Regions from separate parts of the Mus musculus genome. Here region 2 is linked to region 1. Evidence: chromatin contacts called from public HiChIP or PLAC-seq data. All regions are on one chromosome and are shown on one strand. Each heading gives the region's core, a stretch centred on a gene start, on an enhancer-like site or on the middle of the called end of the contact. The rest is flanking DNA. Distances are from core to core; before and after follow the strand shown.

Region 1 (3,940 bases), core at 133-2,632:
GTTTGGTTAAAAAAGGAGCAAGGTTTGCAGCTCACACAAGGTAGTCTTGTTTACCATTCTAAATACTTCAAAGCCACAGGGAAAGAAAATCAAGACCCGTACCCTGTACATCTTAGGGAAATATGGTACACTTCATGCGCCAAGTTAAGCAATAGGAACGTCTCTGGTTACACTTGGTGCTAGCCACCCAAGGTGTCTTTCTTCCCTTGGCAGCATGAGCTTGGCAGAACACTGAGAACTGGAGGCTGAGAAATAAAAACTGTGGTCTTCCCACTCACAGAAGAGGGTTCTCAGGCATCGTTGCTAGCACAGTGTTGTTGAAAGGGCCTGTGTATAAGTCAGGCACACACGGTAAGTGGGCTGAGGAGACTTGCAGAGTCTGTAAGAGTGTGTGATGAGCAGTGTACAAGAGTGCCTTTGGGTTATTGTGTGAGGGGACGCACAGTCTGTAATTTGACTTGTTTGGGTCTTTTTGATATTAGATATTGTACTTTAATAAAGCCTGCTGCAAGCTCTTTTTCTTTCCTATCAGAGTTTCCCGAATTTCGAGAGGGATAATTGAGGCTTTGTAGCATGAATGCTTAAGATTCCTTCATATTTCACAGTCAGAAACGAGTGAGACAGTTGTTTATTGGCATTTGATTACAGGAACATGAGCTCAGTTCTCCTGTTTTTCTAACCACAGATGCGTTTCCACCCTCACCGTGTCTAAATCAAGACCAGAAATACAGATAGACTGAGTTATACACGTCTTTAGGCTCCCAGACCTCTTCTTCCTAGAGCCAGAATCCATCTAGAGCTGTAGATTAAGCAATGAAAGACTGAGGTATTTTAATCTCATGATCTTACTGAGGATCCTAATAACACTTTCCTAATCCTAGGCCAACAAAGGAGAAACGTCAGACTTAGCCATCAAACCTTCAGTTTCTTTAAATCTAGTCCCAGATAATCCACACCAGAATGGCCCAAGAGATGATGAAAAGTAGGTAAAGGAGCGGGCCTCCAAGCCTGCCCACCAGATGTGTTTCTTCAGAGCCCATTAGGGACAAGAGAGAACCTTTTCAGAAAGGAGGAAAGGAGAGAAAGAGAGAGAGAGAGAGAGAGAGAGAGAGAGAGAGAGAGAGAGAGAGAGGAGAGAGAGAGAGAGAGAGAGAGAGAGAGAGAGAGAGAGAGAGAGAGAGAGAGAGAGAGAGAGAGAGAGAGAGAGAGAGAGAGAAGAGGAGAGGAGAGAGAGAGACTTTTTTTGACCCCCTAAAGATGCCTTACGCGCGCGCACCTGCGCAAAATAAAGTTGGTTCGTTTTAAACTACATGCCCCAAGATGCAATTGCAATTTTCTTAAAGACTACTATTCCCGACATGCACTGCAGTCAGGGTTAGAGAAGGAAAAGACCAGCAAACTCAACTGGAAAGTTTGCTTCTCAGTTACCTCGGATAAAGGAAAAATTTTAAAAAGGCATCGGAGCATTTTCCCCGACCCCAGGAGTGGTCAACTGTTTAAATCCAGGCAATAAAGGGGAGGAGTTAGTCTGAGTTCCTCCCCTTCTCCCGGGAACTTTATCTTTCCAAACGTGATCCAGGCTAGAGTTTGAACAGCAAGGAGAAGCTGCACACCCTGAACTTTCCCAATGGTTTCGGTGACCAGAACCGTGTTTGGAGAGCTGCCCTCGGGGGGAGGGACAGTGGAGAAATTCCAGCTTCGGTCAGACCAGCTGAGTGTGGACATCATCTCATGGGGCTGCACGATCACTGCTCTGCAGGTCAAAGACAGGCAGGGGAAAGCCTCAGACGTGGTGCTTGGCTTTGCGGAATTGGAAGGTGGGTCGCGTCCTGCCCAGGACTGCTAAACGGTTTGGCCTGTCAAACAGGCCCGCACACACTCCTGATCCTGTGTACACTGGGTTCTTCCAGTCACTCACGGGACCTGACTGAGGTCCCCAAGCTTGGAGCAGTCTTACTTGGAAGCGCGTGAACGGGCTCATGTAAGCCACTTAACAGGATTTTGAGGTTGGAAAAAAAAACCGGATCTAATCCAAATAGCTGTAGGACTTGGCCCCCCTTAGTCAGACTTTGTCACTGTTCACGAGGAAGTCAGCTGAGAAAGACCAACTCCCTGGAATGAGCTTAGAACTGTGGGGCACAGGGCGGTTTGCATGTATTCCTCGCTTGTGGTTTTCTGAGGAATGAAAATCAAAGACGGACGGGCGCCTGCTACTATCTCCCTTCTTTCTCTTGTCAAATCTTCTCTGAGGGCTCCTTGAGCAGAAATGCTTTAGAATTTAGGACTGATGTAAACCCATCAGATTGCTTGGCTGTTGTGGTCAATGTAGGTAGGGCACAATGTCCTTCATCTGCTCAGAAACATGTTCTCAATGAAAGGGGTAGAAATAAGGCCTCCTAAGACGTGGACATAGTCATCAGGATCAGCTGCGCAATTCGCAGCATGTCTTTTTGTTTTTGTTTGTCTGTTTTGTTTGTGTTTGTGGGGTTTTTTTGTTTTGTTTTGTTTTGTTTTGTTTTAAATGGACAGGGCCTCGTTCTGCCTAAGCTGTCCTGGAGCAAGAGCCAGCCGTTTCATCTTGATCCACGCATAGGTTTTATCTTAATTTATGCATTTACAGCTCTGTTAATGCAGTGGACTCAACAAGATAGACAAAGGTCATTTTCAACTTGCAGTTTACGGAGGGGGGGGGAGGGCGGGGCGCGGAGCTCAGACTTTAGCTCAATAGTTACATAATTAAATCATTGGATTGCGGTTTGATTTGCAGCAGGAGAAAAAATTATATCTTGCCATTCCTTAGCATTGCACGTAACCAGACAGAAAACAAACCCTGAAGTAAAATGGGCAAATGGAAAGAGAATGAATTCGCTCTGCTCAGTAATGGGTGTAAACAAACTTTGTACCACAAAAGGGGATTTGAGGTTTTCCTTGTGGTTCCTTTTCTACCTAACTGGTTCTTCATATGTTTAACCTGGCTCTTCATTTGGGATCAACAGGAAAACCCTGTCTTATTTACTTTTTTTTTTTTACTTGTCCCTTAGGCAATTAATGTGCCCCCCCCCCATCTTGTCAAAACGCATTATAAGAGGATTGCTGAGTTTTATGTTCTCTTCTTGGCTGGCTGTCTTTATGTCTTTGTTGTCCTGGAGCCTCCACAGCCCTGAAGATTATTATTTTTCCCCCAGCAGAATTTCTTTGGTAACTTAATTGAGAAGGCTGTTTGTTATAAGAGACAGGCTGGTGGGAAGGTGTGGAGACTTGGCTCCTCATTCTATATTCAGACAGGTGATGGAGAAAGTTTTAGAAACTACAGAGTCACTCCTCTATGCTAGGAAAATAGCCCCTTTGTGGGCTGAAATAAAATCGCCAAGAGATTATTTACAGTGGAGTGGAGGGGGAATCTGATATGAGGCCTAGAACTCCAGAACCAGGAAGAGATTAGAGGTAGCAGGTGGGAACCTGCTCTTTTCATCTGTCTCTGCCTCACTGGGCATGCAGAGGGGCACAACCCACCACCCTACAGCGACCAGAGACATACCAACCACCCTCACTCCAGGCCACTTTCAGTTTGGAGGTAAGAGTCCGGGAGACCTGAGCTAAAATCTCAAGATGTCTTTGAAGTCATTATGAAATGTGAGCTGAGGTGACATCCCACCCAGGTAGCACCAGTTTTCCTTACAGGCACGGAAGTAATAATTGTGAAGCTATTCATTGTCGTCCGGGTGCCTGTTGGAGGCTTAGTGAACAGATTATCCTATTCACAAAAACTCTAGACAAAAGGCGCCAACTCTTAGGCCTTTACTAGCGCCCCAGCCGGTCTCTTGTTGAGCTACCTGGTGACTGAGAAGGCTCTGGAGCCTGGAGCCGTGGCTCTCACTCTGTGAGTCTAGACTCCTTTGTGGGTTCCATGTCAGATAACCTATATGTCACATATTTAAAT
Region 2 (3,584 bases), core at 135-2,634, 600 kb after region 1:
AATCTGGGTCCATTCCTGTCTTTAGTTCATCAACACGTGGCTGCTAAGTTATACACTGGAGTTATGCTCCACACACCTTTGTCAACAGAGGAAAGTGTGGTGCTATGTGATCATTCACAAAAGCCAAGCAGATCACTCACAAAAGACCTGAGGTATTGGCTAACTTACCTTATGCGTTCCATTGAGGCAAGAATAAAAAGCCCATTGCTTTAGCGTGGGCAAAAATAAAGTGAAAACTAAACTTTCCAAGTCATACTCTGGGCATCCTCAGGTGTTCTGGAAAACAGGAGCCCAACTTCAGTTACCATGTAAGTAGATAGGCAACTAAATCAAGACTGCTGCCACCTTTGGCACTATCCGCCTCCCTTCTTGGCAGACTCCGCGAGGCCAAGAGTTTTACTGGCCAGGGAAGAACGATTTATCCTCCCACATTTAGAAGCGATCCCTCTGCAACAGAAACGCTGTCCTGCTAAGGAGCTCTGAATTCTAACCTTGTCAAACCAATACTCTTCCTAGATACTCGACTCTCACACACACACAAGAAAGAAAAAGAAAAGGAAAAATATCTGATTCCTATGTGTCACTGACAAAAACAAACCCCATTATCCAATTCTTTTTGGAGGAAAAAAAAAAAACCTCGAAGTTGCTGTCTTGCCTCCAAAAACCCATCTCTTTTTACAAAACATGACTACTTGGAAAATTACAAGGAACTGACAAGCAGATGTTAAGAGGCTAAAGGCTAAAGCACGGGCAGATGTTAAGAGGCTAAAGGCTAAGCTGTCGATGGAGGCTGCCCAGCGTTAGGACAGATCCAGCAGGCCCGGGCGGACAGTAGCTCCCAGCCACCGGGGCCTATGATCCCAGGTCCCGGAGAGGCACGTAGGTTTGTCAAGCGCCAAGCCCCAGCACCGGGGTTCGTCACACAGACCCTGCCCAGGCAACAAGCGCCCAGCCCCGCTCCGCCCTCCCAGGAACGCAGCGGCTCCGGCCGCAGCCCTTCCCGGGACTGCACGCAGGAGAGCCTGGGAGGGTCAGAGACCCGCGCGTCCCGGGCACAGCTCCGGCGAGGACGCCGAGGGCTGAGGTCCCCACGCCTGCCTCTTTGTTCCGTCCCCCGCGGCGCAGGCCCCGGCTCGGCCGCCCCTGCCCTCACCTTGTAGACGTCGCCGTAGGTGCCGCTGCCGATGCGCTGGATCAGCTCGAAGTCCTCCTGCGGGTTCCGGCGGGACAGATCGAAGCCCGGGTTCATGGCGGGCCCCGGGTGCCCCCCACCTCCCTCCCGGCCCGGGGAGGGGGGGCGCTCACGGGGGCCGCACGGAGGGAGCGCCCGCGGCCGGCCCGGCTCCGCCGCCGGTCACAATCGCCCGGCTGCACGCCGCGGCCGCCGCCGACCACGACGAGCCGCCCGGCGTCCCCGCCCCCCGCCGCCGCGCCGAGCCGGGTCACACCCACCAGGAGAGGAGCGCGCCCGCAGCCCCTCGCTCGGGGTGCAGTTCCAACATGGCTTCCGCCCGCCGCTCCGCTCCGCCCGCCCGCACGCCCTCCCTCCGGTTCCCGGCCCCGCTCGCCACTGCGCAGCCGCCATCCCGGAGGCCGCGCGCTCCCGGCGGGCCCTGCGCGCCCCCGGCTCGCGCGCCCGGTCGGGACACGCCGGACGCGCCAGACTCCGGGTAACAAAGTTGGACTCGCTGCTTGTGGTCCCAGCCCCAGCCCCAGCAGGTAGTAGTTGCCACGCACAAGACGGTATTCCCCAACTTTCTAAGAGCAAGTACATCCGAGAGCCCCGACCCTTTCTTCTAGGTTTAGGGGAGGAGGTCCCCATCAGAAAGGTGAGAAAGACCCTCGGGGGACAGTGACACTTGGGCTCTTGGGGTTGGCTTGACAGGGGTGCAGAGAGAACAAGGGGCGGGGAGAAATCCGTGGAGGGAGTGGGCGGGAAGCAGTGCAGAACCAAAGCCGTGATTGACCTCTGTCCAGGGAGAAGGCTGGATTTTTCAAAGCCCGGGGCGGGGACTACGCAAGCTGTCTGACAACCCTGAGACGAGGGTGGTTGCAGAGGGTGTGGCCTGGACAGGGATCTATTCCCACACCTGAAATGTAAACACGTGACCATCCGGAAGCTACGTAGCCGCGACATTACCTGCCCAGAGCTCCACCCAGCATAAGATCCAGATAACCAGCATTACGTCCAGACTGCTAAAAGTTAGCTAAGAAAGGACTTAGGCAGTGGAAGGGTCAATGTTGAGTTCTTAGTAAACTTAACTACTACCCATTTCCAAAAGCTGTAGCGAGGTCCACTCTGGCGCTCTGTTGGATATTTTGCTTTAAAAATGCTTTTCTAATCTCTTTAGGGACCTAAAGACTAATGTGCCTTAATGTCCAATTCCTTCTCAGAAACTTGGTCTCATCAAACCTTAAAACCTTTCTATCATGTTACTTACAGTAAACTTACCTATTGACTAAATTCCCAAATTGTGTGCTCCAAACCATACGTGGAGTCATCCAAGCACTTTAGTTATCCCAAAGCATCAGATTGTGACAGGGTTGCAATTCTGCCCCAGGAGTGCACGTCACAGGATTAATTGAGGATAAACCTTAAGGCTGTGCTATCCTGAGCTCCTCGGGACGAGGCATGGTTTTCCCCGCTTCCTCCCGGTGGAAGGCACTTGCAGGGGCTGAGGAGCAGGCCTGCCTTCTGCCTGTGCTGTGGGCGGAGAACTGTTTGTCTTCTTTAGGCTAAACAGGCAGATAATTCTGGATTCAGATAAGGAAATGGAAGTCTCTCAAAGCAGGACCTGCTCTGCTTGCTTTCTCTGCCCTTTTGTGCTTTAAAAAAAAAAAAAAAAAAAAAAAGCCAAGTTTCCAGGACTGAAAGCCATTCGGCTTGCACCAGAAAGTTCTAATGGTTTCACTGTTTTGTTTGCTGGGATTATCATCTCTGCAGATAACCGAGTGTTTGCATCACTAATAGGCTTCTTTCAAAGGGAAAAGACATTTCAGTGGGGTTGGAACAGGCTTTCAAGTTTTGTTTGTTCCATTTTGGCAAGGCTTAACTACTTCTTCTCCTTTTTTTTTTTCCCCAGAGAGACAGATTTTCTTGTAAGGGCTCGATTTGCCACATGGGTTAGGCCATAAATAAAAAGGTCTTTTGTAATTAACTGCTCACAAGGAATGAAAATAATTTGTTCCTTTGGGGATCTACCCATACTGGTAAATACAGTGCTCTCTTACCCTTCCCCCAATCTACCTGGCCTCTACTTCCCTACAAGTTAATACTCATGATCAGACACTTGCTTTGAATAAGAGAAAGGACTTCCCGCTTCTGTGATTAGAAACATTCTTAGAAACCGTCTGGGTTTCACTCTTAGATTGACTGTTGCTTGTGTAGAGGCGGTCACCTTATCAGTAGATTAATATGGTGAGTGGAAGTTCACAACATGAAAGAAACAGTATCTTCCAGTACTGAGTGCTTACGAGGAGCCAAGAACTTTCCACATATTATCTCATTTAATTCACAGAGCAGCCTGATAGCTGAGAGCGTATTATCTCCTTTTTATAACATCCCAGGCTAATTAAGCTACTCA

What was found. HiChIP or PLAC-seq counts read pairs in DNA pulled down with a chosen protein or histone mark.
Region 2: a FOXA1 HiChIP or PLAC-seq map of pancreatic cancer cells shows a contact between it and region 1. The contact joins the promoter of Map4k3 here to the promoter of Galm in region 1.

The regions. Positions count from the first base shown.
Region 1 is chr17:80,126,089-80,130,028 of GRCm38.p6, forward strand. It overlaps Galm (galactose mutarotase), which reads left to right and starts at 1,383. Exons shown (of 7, transcript NM_176963.4): 1 at 1,383-1,817. The coding sequence starts at 1,628.
Region 2 is chr17:80,726,641-80,730,224 of GRCm38.p6, forward strand. Map4k3 (mitogen-activated protein kinase kinase kinase kinase 3) reads right to left here and starts at 1,385. Exons shown (of 34, transcript NM_001290345.1): 1 at 1,154-1,385. The coding sequence starts at 1,249. It also overlaps the pseudogene Gm9959.